Regions from separate parts of the Gossypium hirsutum genome. Here region 2 is linked to region 1. A link is a contact called in public Hi-C data. All regions are on one chromosome and are shown on one strand. Each heading gives the region's core, a stretch centred on a gene start, on an enhancer-like site or on the middle of the called end of the contact. The rest is flanking DNA. Distances are from core to core; before and after follow the strand shown. Region 1 holds the start of LOC121203243 (beta-1,6-galactosyltransferase GALT29A). Region 2 holds the start of LOC107954140.

Region 1 (6,928 bases), core at 3,265-5,764:
TAAAATACACAAATTATTTTTATAATATAATTTTTTAGGATTTATATTATGAGAAATTGTTGGTCATAATCATCCAAAAGACTCATACGTGTTCATATTTATAATATAATTTTTATAACTTGTTTAAAAATAATTTTTTAAAATTGAATTTGAGTGTAATTATTTGCACAATTACTCTAATTCTCACTCCCTCCCTAAGCATTGGAAATTGTAATTAAGGTTCTCCAACTACACCCAATTCAGTGGGATTCATCAATTACAATTGATTGCCCAAACATATCACACTTATGTAATTACAAATAATTACTAGGTGGCATTCTAAATACTATCTAAGTGCATTACAATTGTTTATCATGGTGTTGTTATCAATCTTGAGTTGGTGTCTACACCAATTCAATCAACAACATTATCAGTACTAATTATTAATAATACATAAAATATGTACAATGTTAAGATGAAAAAATAGATTAAATTATGAGTAAAATAAAATTTAAACACATAAATAAATTATATTAAGAATACTAAATGCACTACAATTATTTATGATAATATTGTCATCAATATTGAGTTAATTTCAAGTTAACTTGTGACACCAACTCAATCAACAACATTATCAATATATACAATTTATGATGAATAATAAAATTAAAATGTGTAAAATATATTAAAATAAACTTTAGTTGAGTAGTAAAATTAAGATTTTATCAATGTAAATGGTATGGATTCAAATCCCCAATATGCAATTTTTTTTATTTTTTTATTTAATAAAAAAATTAAAATACCCTCGAATAATATAACTTATTTTAAATATAAAGATATTTTTGTAATTTTCCTAATCGAGTTGGTTATGGAATAAAGTAGAATGAAATAGTTATTCAGTGGAAATGGAATAGAGAATTAATAGGAATTACATTGTTTGGTTAGATTGAATGGAATGAACAATGAATGTTATTGTATTGTTTGGTTTATTGGAATATGATTTAAAAATAAATAAGGAATAAATGTAAAAAGACAAAATTAATAATATTTTATTTTTATATACATTACAAAATAAAACAATTATATGTAGTAAAAATTTAAAATAATAATATCTAAATATAAATATTTTATATTAAACTTTTATATTTTTTAAAATTTAAAAATAAAATTTTCTCTCTCTCCCATGTCAACCACCAATAGGATTTACCAAAATTTTATTAAGAGCTTTTGTAGTATCCCTCTCCCGTCTCACTGAACCATATACTTGATGAGTCCATTTAGTAATTATATAAAACTTGATTCAATAATTTTTAAAACTTAAAACATTTTTTTTTCAAATTTACTGAATCAAGTTTTATATAATTTGGGGCTTTAGAAACAATTTAAAACCAATTAGAAAATGTTATAAAGTGACTAGAGGTGTTCGAGAGATTGGGAAATTTTGCAAATGAGATGAGATCGGGATTTGTTGTCAAATATATATAATAAATTTAAATTTTTATTATATATATTTTTACATATTTCTTTGAGCTTTTTAGAAATAAGATTAAATTGAGATCATTTGTAAATTTTGAGGGTTATTTTTTAAAAAAATTATAACTAAATCGATATAATATATAAATATTAAAGGTTAAATTTGTTGTTGTACCAATTTTTTAACTACCACATCACCCTCTCATCATTAGACACTTAATGGCACTTAACGAAAATTGACAAAAATAATAATAATCTCAATTAGTCGGATAACTAATTTAAAATAATTAATAGTTGATTGTCCAAAAAAGACGAGTTCATAGTTAGATGAGCTGTGATGTAATTTACCGTAAAAAAAATTCCAAAAGTGTTGTCCCCCAAGTAGATGTCGACTTCTTAACTTTTATAGAGAGGAGTTCTCTCTCTAAAATGATAAATATATATAATAATAATAAAATCCTAAAATGATAAAATTATGAATAATAGTTAAAAAAAAAGAATTTTATAATTAAATACAAAAGCAACAAAATGATCTCTATAATTATTGCTAGGTACAAAAATTTTGCTCATCTTGGAGCCGCATGTAAACAAGATTAAATGCCAAATGCATATATTAACTCGAAATTCTAGTATCATTATGACATGCCAAAAATTAGCAAAAATCATAACAATCATATTCCAATTTTAGTAGAATAATGTATGACCACGTTATTCATGATATGCATGTAATCAAATTCTAGTACACAATTAATGAAGGTGTCTAAGCCAGCCCTTGTTGGACCCATTTGTCTAAAGAGGACCCAACCCACTAATTCAGAACCCAAATCCGAATACACACAGCAAAACAAATACTAATTGATCTATAAGCTAGATGAATGAGTTTGAATTTCTAGAGGCTTACAATACCTTAAAGGGACTTAGTCTTGAATCCCCAAACATTGCACCAGAAAGAACAACATCTCAAAAGCTCAACAAAAAGCATATGAAGAATCCACCATATCTTACTTCATATTCTTAGTTTCCAATTTTACATTTCCTATTACCCTAAACCATCTTCGACAGTGCAGGTCCAGAATATGAAACACAGATCTTCAGCATTTGTGTTTTCTTTTGACTATCCACTACAGAATTACTGATACACCATGGAACACACTGATTTAGTCTTGACCAACAAAACAAGGACAAAATAAAATTAAAAAAGAAACCAACCAGCCCAAATCATTGATAGAATACCACAGGAGGGAACCTGAATTTGTCCGAAATGAATGGTATTGCCCGTGGATTCTTCACCAGATCATGATAAAATGCATATTCCGCCTCATAATCATGTAACCGGAGCTCAGCCTTCTGGTTAGTATGATAATGGTGCTTCGCCAAAGTCGATTTGCCAAAGCCAAATATACTAACTTTGTCACAAATTCCCAAGGCTAACATAACAGCCTGCATACCAGAGGAATAGTGGAACATGGAACCATCATGAGTAGACCCCCATTCACTCAATGCCTTCCCTGTCTCCTCCACAAACCGTTTCGCTGAATAGTACTTCACAATCCTAGCACACAACATATCAAAACGCGGATCTGTAATCAACAAAGGTGCCTTGTGAGACGAATTGCATACCAAATAGTCCATGAAATGAACCGGTTGGCAGATATACATAACCATAGGAACATTCCCTCCATAAGGGTGACAAAAACATCCATCCCTCCTAGCACAAAGATGCAGTATATTGCTATTTACAAACGAAATACTGGTTTTCGACCCCACATTCTTTTCGAACCTCTCAGTCCTAGCATTGTTCAATCTAATCACGGCCTCATGACCATCAATGAACTTCCCATGATCAGTATTCAGTAAAATCCCACTATTCCCCACAACAGCACAAGATTTATACTTGTTATCCGAACTTATTAAACCATTATGGCTATCAATAGGAACCTTTACTAGTGTAACTAAATCCATCATAATATCAGGTTGGAACATTCTTTTTCTAGCCCAATGCTGTAAGTTCCTCCTAAAATCTAACCAATACCGATAAAATTTAGGGGACCTGAGCATTACCGGCATCCCATTAGAATTCCTAGCTTTGACATCATGATGATTGAACCTCCTCCATGTTGCAAAAGTCCTATACCTTCCTTGACCCGCAAAGCTCCCTTCCAGCAGCTGCTCTATTTCAAGCTTGGATTTTGCTTCACCTGTATCAACCGCAGCAAACTTGAGCAAAGTTGAGTTAAAATTTTGGATTGGTGGGGGTTGGATTAGGACCCTGGACCTGGTGGTCTCCAATTCAGCTGAAACAGCAAATCCACCACCGCTGCCCCCGCGGATGGCAATCCGACAGCTTAATGTTGCAGCTAATGCAACAAGCATTAAAATGCTTATCAAAGGTCGAAACGACCTCTTCATGGGAGCAATACAATTGCTTGAACCGTAAAATTGGGTTTGCTAGATATGGCCAAAAGGGTTAAAAAATACGGATCTTGAATTTATCTGTATTAGGTTCAGATCCATCTCTCAGGTGCAGTAGATTTTGACATCCACAAAGATGGGTGCCTAATCATAAATAGAAACAATCAGGGATTTGTAAGAAACAAAAAATGGGGGGGGGGAAGAAGATCAAATGTATTTCACCCAAGGACAAATATTTTTCCTATTTTGAGGAAAACCCGGAAAAGAAAGAGACGAAGATGAAATCTTGGAGGGAGAAATACGGCAAGAAAGAGTAGCATGAAATTGCAGGTGAAAGTTAATGATAGGAATGGTATTGTTCGAATAGTCAAAAATGTTATGGTTTCTTGTTGAACATGATCTTAAGAACAAGAATTAAGCACTGAACCAACCAAAAGCCTAAAACTAAAAGCAGACACTGCAAAAAAGAAAAAGAAAAAGGGGGGAAATCGAAAGGAACCTGCAATGCAAACCCTAAAAGAAAGGGTTGAGGATGAGGAAAAAGCAAAAGGAGTGGAGTGAGGAACAGTCTTCTATTCCTCTTCTTCTTTGCCCCTTTAAAATCCATGTGGTTTTGGGTACATATTTAAATGCATGTGATTTGCAGCATCATTGCCATTGGTAGCGCGAGGTAATGTTAGAAATTGTTACTATTAGTACGGAGGTAACTCATCTTTCTTTAAACAAAATTATAGTAAACTTTTGTAAATAAATGGAATTTCTTTTAAGATAAATTCTTAAATCATGATTTAATCTATCTACTAATATAAAAATCACAAAATTCGACCTTTAGTAAATGGCAATTGATTAGTAGTATTAAGAATTAATTGGATAAGTTGGATTAAAAATATTTGGTTGAAAGGGATGGGAATGGAACAACTTCACTACTTATTAAATTCCAACATCTGTTTCTTTCTTTTTTTCCATTTACTCCTCTAATTTTGTTTCTAATCTATTTACTCTAACTACCGTTTCTTAAAATATGATACCTTAGATTTTTATCAAAAACAATTTATGATGTATTGATGATGTCATAAACATTCCAATATTTTAAAATATATAAGCGGAATGCTAATTTACCTCTACTTGTTTGAAATTAGATGATTTAAAAGTATGAAAAGATAAAAGTTTTAAATTTTATTTAATAATAAATATAGGTAGATTGGTAGTAAACTTGTATTTTAATCTTTTACTGAAAGATATTATAAAAGTATGAAAAGATATATTGCAATTTAAAAGAATGGATTATTCTATAATTTCATAATTAAGTTAGTGATCCGGTTAAAGATAAAATGCTTAATTATAAATATTAGATATTAAATTTTTATTTGATTTTAAATATGAGATAAATTAACATAAACACTGCAAAAAGTTGAAGAAAAAAAAGGTATACAATTATTATGTTATAAAAGAAGTTTTTCCTTTTATGATAATACAGTAAGATTGATTTTAAAAGTGTTCAAAGAAAAAGAGTTTGGATGTGATATAGTAAAATTATACATGATGAAAAGAATGTTGAACTTCTTTAAAATTTGATAAAAACAAATATAAATAATCAATTTTATTAACTCACACTATATTAAATTATATATTACTCCATTTGTTTAAACCATTTTAATCCTTAGATAAAAAGGCAAAAAGACCAATCAATTTTTATTGCACCCAATTACTAATGATCATTCAAGGTCTTGTCAATGATTAATCAAACCCTTCAACAACCTCATAAACTTAAAAAGCCCAGATCAATTATTGAAAAAAAATAAATGAGCTGCATAATTTATTTTTGATAATCCAAAATAAACAAAAATTAATTTTTATAAGAAAAACTATAAAATTTAATTAGATAAGAGTTACTTATGATTTGATGGAGAATATTTTTAATTAGTTATATTCTATTTTATTTGTTTTAACGTTATATTATCCTATAAAAATTTTATAATTTGATTTTATTTAAAATAAGTTAGAAATTAGAATTTTTAAAAATTAAAGATAAAAAGGTAAATGTTTACCTTTGTGGCACATTTTAGGTTTTTCTATTGATTTGTTCCATTTGGTCTGAGGGTTTTTGTTTCTATTTAAATTTGGTTTCTCATTTTGGAAGGTGTCTAAGGAATGGAGGAGGATTTGGCTAAGCTTGCTATAGGGGATGAAGAGGAGGAGGCGTGGCAAATTGGGGATGGAATTGAGGGGAGAATGGGGCTTTGAGTATTGTTTGGTGGGTTCCTTTCTTACTGCAAGTGTTGTTCAATTTCAAGTTATATATGCACAATATGATGGCTAATCTATGGCACCTGTTGGGGGTGTATTGATTACAGACATAGGGGGAAAGTGTTTCTTGTTTCGGTTGTACTATAAAGTGGATATTGATCAAGTTGTGTCTGAAGGGCCTTGAATATTTAACAATTACCTACTTGTGACTCATAGGCTGATGCTGGAGGAGGATCTAAAGCTGGTTCTTTTATTATCCGTACCTTTGTAGTTTTAGATCCATGATTTGTTGTTTGGTCTAGTTTCAAAAGTTTTAACCAGACAATTTGGTAATTTCATTTGGGAAATATTGGAATATGATTCTAAATCTATAGCTAAAGGTGTTACGAGTTATATGCATATCCGGTTTCAAATTCATGTGCGAGTTCCATTGAAGAGGAGGAAGAAGATTGTTTTGGGGTGAAACGGGAGATATATGCGAAGTTTAAGTATGAGTGTCAATATCTGTTTTGTTTTCTTTGTGGTAAGGAGCTTATTAGTGAATGAATAATTCGTAGCAAGCGTTGCCGTGAAGGGCATCGGCAATGATAAGTTATTTTTTGCGAGATGAAAGGGAAAATGATCCGGGGATTTTTGGGGGATTTCATTATGGTAAGGATAGATTTTTGGCTGATTTTTAAAAATCTAATTCGTTACAAGAAATTAGTTTGAATTTGGTAGTGAATTTAGGATGAAAATTAACCATGACTTTTGGTGTGATGGAAAAGGAAAGGTGGTTGTTGAGCGAATAGATGTTGATATGGATTTGGGCTTAGAG
Region 2 (6,141 bases), core at 436-2,935, 280 kb before region 1:
ATTCAGATCTTTGGAGCTGCCAAAGCCATGAATGACAACTATTTTGTACTTAGCCTCTTCCCTGGGAACTCCAGCTTCCCTGTAAGCCAAATGCCTCCCATCACTGAGCTTAATTCTGGGAGAAGTGACAGGAGGCCCATCGGGTGAGCCACATATCTTTGGAGGGGGCGGCTTTAATGCTCGATAAGTCCATCCCAGGAGGCCCACTGTCAAAGCTACCGCTATAGGGGCAATCATTGCTGCAAAGGGAGAGAACACCATAAATCCATCATATCACATAATTCAAGAAAGAGGAAGATTTTTACCCGGTTTCATATTCATCCAAAGCAAGTTGAAAATATAGGGAATGTTGAAAGAGTATGAACAGAGAAAATGGTAAGCAAAACGTGCTTATGGCTCTTGGGGTTCTTCGAGAATTCGTAGGTAACTGTACTCCATAAGTGAAAACCAAGCAACAGTATCACTTTAACAGAATAATAATGGGGAAATCCTCAGCCATTGTTTAGTGCTTCTAAGTTTCTATGTTTTTTTCTTGAGAAAAAAGTAGATGGAATGAAAGCAGGCCACAACATACAGAGCCAAACAGACGGATTGATTTCAAGTTCTGGAAAAAATAGGGTCAGCTAGCTATTCACGGAATAAGGGGATCTAAAGGGAAGCTGATTGCTTATGTGCTTAAAACATGGGTGATTTTCAAATTATAAACCCTACATAATCAAGCAAGCCTTTATCCAATAGTATATGTGAAATTTAGATAATGCAACCATGTCCTTAATGCAGACAAATATCTGTCTTTTGCAATCCACTTTTTGGGGATCAATGAAACTTCCCTCAGCCAACACTACTAGAACTACAGCAGAATAGGAAGGAAGCAACAGCAGCAGCCAAAGTAGGAAAGTTAGCTACAAAAACCTAATGACTAATTAGTTCAGGACCTGCAGAAATTAAGAGAAAGCACAATCATAAATATCGCAATATTTCATATTACAACTTTCAAATAAGATTTATTTCCAGTAGTTCAAGTTCATGACAACCAAATCAAAATTGGCAGTTTCTTAAGTAGCCAGTAACTAACAAATAGGAAACCATTCATATCATTTTACTCATAAATACTCTAAAACAAAGAGTTGATCCGAAATAAATAGATAATATCCAGAAATTCCAAGAAACAATTAGATAGAAAGAGATGAAGAAATAAAAGGAAACTAAAAACCCCAACCTGGAAATGAACTGGATTTGGCTCTGTTAGCTATGGTGTGAGCTCTGGCAGATGCAGCTCAGACCTTCTTCTTGATCCGGTCACGACTTCAAATAATTATAAGAAAGCAAAATCCCATTTGCTGAAAAGGACCCAAGTTCTTACTGTTTTTGATAGTGCCAAATGATATTTATCATTGCAAGAAACGTGCCATGCGTCCAACAAAAACAATACTAAAACTACTAGTCTCCAAATCTATCATTTTGACTGTTGTTTCAAGCTTGGAACTTTGTAAGATTGTGCACCAGTGAGTCAAAGATTATAAGGATAATAATGATTTTAATTTGTTTAGAAAAATGAGGTGATATTACCCCTACCATTACGTTCTCCGAAATTAACCATGCCAAGGTTGATCTGGTGAAAATTCGAAACTTTATCCTGAGCAAAGTAACTGTTGAAGATAAGGGTGATAGATTATTCTGGTTTGTTTTTGTTGCTTCATGTTTGTTTTATAATTTATGTTTGGAAGTACACGATTTCCATTTCAAGCATGTGTCTTTAAAGCTTAAATCCGTAATTTTTTTTAGAATGCAATATTTTTAATCACTGAACTTTCTATTTAATTGCTGTATTAAAAACTTCAAGTTTGAAAATGCAAGAGTGGATATATCATAATATGATTTTGGATATATATAAATATAATTATATGTAAATATAAAATTTAAAATAAATTATATTTGATATAACAATTTGTCACGTCGTTAATTAATAAAATGAAAAAAATTTAAAGACTTATAAATAAATATTACTAAATTTATTTAAATCTAATTAAAAATTAATGACAATTTTCTTTTCTTCTTTAGATATTTTTTGAAGTTATGAACTTACCCAATCGGCTTCCATCTCTACTGAAAGATGAGAAACTTGCTATTTATCTTCTTCTTCTTCTTCTTTTTCTAATTTGATGGAATGTTTAATGAAGAGAAGCTATTTTGATGGAGATAGAAACCTTTTTGAAAATAATGATTTAGATTTGAAAGAAGCCAACTGCACTAATTTCTTTAATATTTTTAGGGATCACTTTACTATTATAAGATAATTCAATTTTCAAAAATTACAGGAAGAGGATGAGCTTTTCCTTCCATCTACAATTGTTGTCGTCTCTATTTTCAATCGATTACTCTCCTTCAAAGGTAGTCAATGCAGTGCTCCAATTATTGTTGCCATAGCTCCAATCTTTGGCTTCGATTTAGGCTACTGCTTTGTTGCCACCCAAAGCTATTGTTGTTAGTCTCAAAATATTGCTGTTTCAAATTTTCACAAATTTCCTTCAAATATATTGCCAATTACTTCACATGTTTCAACTATAAATTATTAATTCTTATACTCAGCTACTGTCAATTGGACTTCAATGTGTTGTAGTTAATTTCAACATATTTTCTTTTTAGATTACTGTCTTTGAATGGGAGGAAATAAGGTGAAGGAGAGTTTGGTCTTGAATGAAGTCATGGGAGAGTTAAGAAGAAAAGAAAATTGTATTTAGGTTTAAATAAATTTATTAATATTTATTTTTAAATCATCTAATTTTCTTTATTTTGTTAATTAACAAGGTGATAAATTATGGTTTATTGATAATGCACGGGACTCATGCACTGACGCTATATCAAATATAATATTATTTAATATTGTAGATTTTATTTTAGGTTTATTACTTTTATTTTAAATGTAACTAATTATTTTAAGAACTTTTATTATTAGATTAAAATATATAATAATACATTACTAAATAAAAATTCATATTGAGGATGAAATGCATTTATATAGAATTTTTATGTAGAGATGTGTTGGGTTAAATCCGAATTAAGCAACGAATACGAATAAAAATTTGAAATAATTGGATACAAATATTTACGTGGAAAAACCCCTTCGAAGAGAATAAAAACCCACGGGTAAAAAAATTTTCACTAAAACAACAAAAACTGGAGAGGAGTACAATATGGAGAAACAAACAAATCTCAAACCCAAAATTACAAAGTTTTCCCGAAATTCCCACAAATTCTCTCTTAATTTTGTTGTTATTATTCAAAACTATCTAGGGTTTCTAAAAGGCCTATTTAAGGCTAAAATTCATGTGAAAATATGATTAAAATATTCCTAGAATAATCAAAGTTAGACTAGGAAAAGATAACAGAGTTTAACTAGGAGAAGAACCATGGTTTCGTAGGGAACACCTCGCCACAACATGATGTTGTGTTCAGCTTGTCAGGACGCCATGCATCGCGTCGTCGAGACAACGAATTCTTTTTGTTGGGATGTCGTGTGTTGTGTCGTCAGGACGTCCTCTCTTCCTCGTAACGACTTCGGCTCTATTTCATCCGAAATACAAGGCACACTCCACAAATCTCCACCTTAACTCATATTTTCGAAACGTCTTTTTTGCTAAGTCCCGTTAAGGGCCTAACTTGATCTTTGTCAAATGTTTACCAAGTCTAAGTAATGCTTGAACTTGGAAATCGGAAGGCTTTTTGTCATCATGTCTGTTAGGTTGTTTTCTGTGCCGATTTTGTGAATCTAAACATCTTATTGAATGATCACCTCTCGAACAAAGTGGTACCGAATATCCATATGTTTGTTCTTTCATGATGCATCTGATCATTGGTGAGATGTATGGCACTTTGACTATCGCAATATACAACAGTTGTCGTTTTTACTAACCAGCTCTTTGAATAGACCTCTCAACCAAATGGCCTCTTTCACAGCCTTTGTGATAGCCATATTCTACCTCTGTAATTGATAATACCACAGTGGCCTGTAAGGTGGCTTTCCAGCTAATTATGTAGTTACCGTAAGCGAACAGATAACTTGTGAAAGACCTTCTTTTGTATAGGTTTCCAGCATAATTCGAGTCCACATAGCCGACTAGACCTACTAAACATCTTTCGAATTCTAAACAAGTATTAGAAATCCCCCTCAAATATCTAAGTATCCACTTAATAGCTTGTCAGAATAATTTGTCGAGTTTGGTCATGTATCTACTACTACACTAACAGCATGTGAAATATCGGGACAAGTGCAAGCCATTGCATACATTAGACTTTCGACTGTATTAGAATAAGGAACCAAAGACATGTACATTTCTTCATCTTTGGCTTGTGGTGAATCTGAAGCCAAAAGTCTAAAGTGTGCAACTAAGGGAGTACTAATTGGTTTAGAATCTTGCATTCAAACCACTTTATGTATCTCTATTGTGACAAAACAGCTTCCCAGAGTGTCTATCTCTCGAAATTTTCATCCCTAAAATTTTCTTAGCTGCACCAAGATCATTCATCTCAAACTTAGAATTGAACATGGTTTTTAATCGATTAATTTTGGATGGGTGGTTTAACAAGTTGTGAAGTATCGTTCTTTTGAAGGGATTCCATCTCCTCTTCCATAGCAACGAGCCACTAATTGGAATCAAAAGCCCGAACTGCCTCTAAATACTTCGAAGGGTAGGCTGAATCAATGCTCTTCGCAACACTTAGTGCATATGCCACTAGATTTCCTTCACAATATTTTTTTATGGTTTGATCTCTCGCTTTTTTCTGTATTGGGCTGACTTATAATCTTGAAGGGTCTCTGATTGGGATGGAGAGGCTTCAAAAACCGTCTATTGCTTCAAAAAGGCATCCGTTTCATGATTTCTATGTGATATTGCGATGTGAAGATTCTCTTCGTCGAGATGTTACCCTTGTTCATTGTGATGTTGTGACGTCGATCTTTACGACATCGTGATGTCGCTGTTTGTTTTTTTGGCTCCACCTTACTTGAAACACTCGGCTTTTCTATGTTGTTTTGACCTAGTAAACCCCTTTTTGATAGAATCATCAATGTTTCATCAAACATAAAATCTCTACTAACGATGACCTTACTCATTTCTAAGCACTATAACTTATAGTCTTTTATCTAAACAGCAAAAACCAGAAAAATACGAACCCCTTTTTGACAAAATCATCGATGTTTCATCAAATGTAACATCTCTACCGACGATGATCTTACTCGTTTCTAGGCACCATAACTTATAGCCGTTTATCCCAGTAGCAAAACCCAGAAAATACACTTCATAACCCTTATTTTCAAGCTTTCCCTGACTAACTTGAGGATAAACAGGAGAATCGAATACTCTAAAGTTAGAGTAATTAAAAGGATTACCTGATCAAATCTCTTCAGGAACCTTTCCATCCAAAGCTCGATATGAAGACCAGTTCACTAAATAACTTGCTAGGTTTGTTGCTTTGCCCCAAAACTCCTTTTCTAAGCCTGCATTGGAAAACATACATTGAGCTTTCTCAAGTAATGTTTTGTTCATTTGTTCGGAAACTTCGTTTTGTTGCAAGGTACCTACAATTGTGTGGTCTATCAATTTCTTTCCATTTGCAAAAATTGTTGAACTCACTTGAATAGAACTCGAGACCGTTATCCATTTTTAGCCGCTTTACAAACTTCCCAGTCTGTTTTTCAAGTAAGGTCTTCTATTGCTTAAAGATCCCTAAGACTTCATTCTTGTGTTTCAAGAAATATACCTAAACTTTTTTAGAGTGGTCATTAATAAAAGTTAGAAGATATCTACTACCTCCATTGAAGATGACTGGAGTCGAACCTAATAAATCGAAATGAATGTAGTTAAGGGTCCCTTTAGTATTATGTATAGCTGAATCGAAGCTAATTTGAGTCTGCTTCCCATAAACATAATGCTTACAGAAATCAAACTTTCTAACTCCGAAGCCTGTAAGAAGACCTCTTTTTATTCCAAACGGTCATGTCTTTTTCACTCATATGACTGAGTCGCATATGCCACAACTAGGTTGATTCAGAATCCGTAAAAAGTAAATTTTTCCGTGTCGTTGTGATGCCAAAAGAGTTCTCATCGTGACATGGTGACGATCTCGCCTCTATTTCAGTAA

Evidence for each region. A called contact is a pair of places that touch in the nucleus more often than the background predicts.
Region 2: a Hi-C map of leaf shows a contact between it and region 1, with 2.6 times the contacts expected there. The contact joins the promoter of LOC107954140 here to the promoter of LOC121203243 in region 1. A contact is called at or near these places in 3 of 34 Hi-C or Micro-C datasets (hypocotyl and leaf).

Annotation. Positions count from the first base shown.
Region 1 is chrD07:15,802,621-15,809,548 of Gossypium_hirsutum_v2.1, reverse strand. It overlaps LOC121203243 (beta-1,6-galactosyltransferase GALT29A), which reads right to left and starts at 4,514. Exons shown (of 2, transcript XM_041097589.1): 1 at 4,364-4,514; 2 at 2,331-4,008. The coding sequence starts at 3,861. The coding sequence ends at 2,671.
Region 2 is chrD07:16,079,233-16,085,373 of Gossypium_hirsutum_v2.1, reverse strand. LOC107954140 reads right to left here and starts at 1,685. Exons shown (of 6, transcript XM_041097591.1): 1 at 1,220-1,685; 2 at 765-935; 3 at 1-239. The coding sequence starts at 237.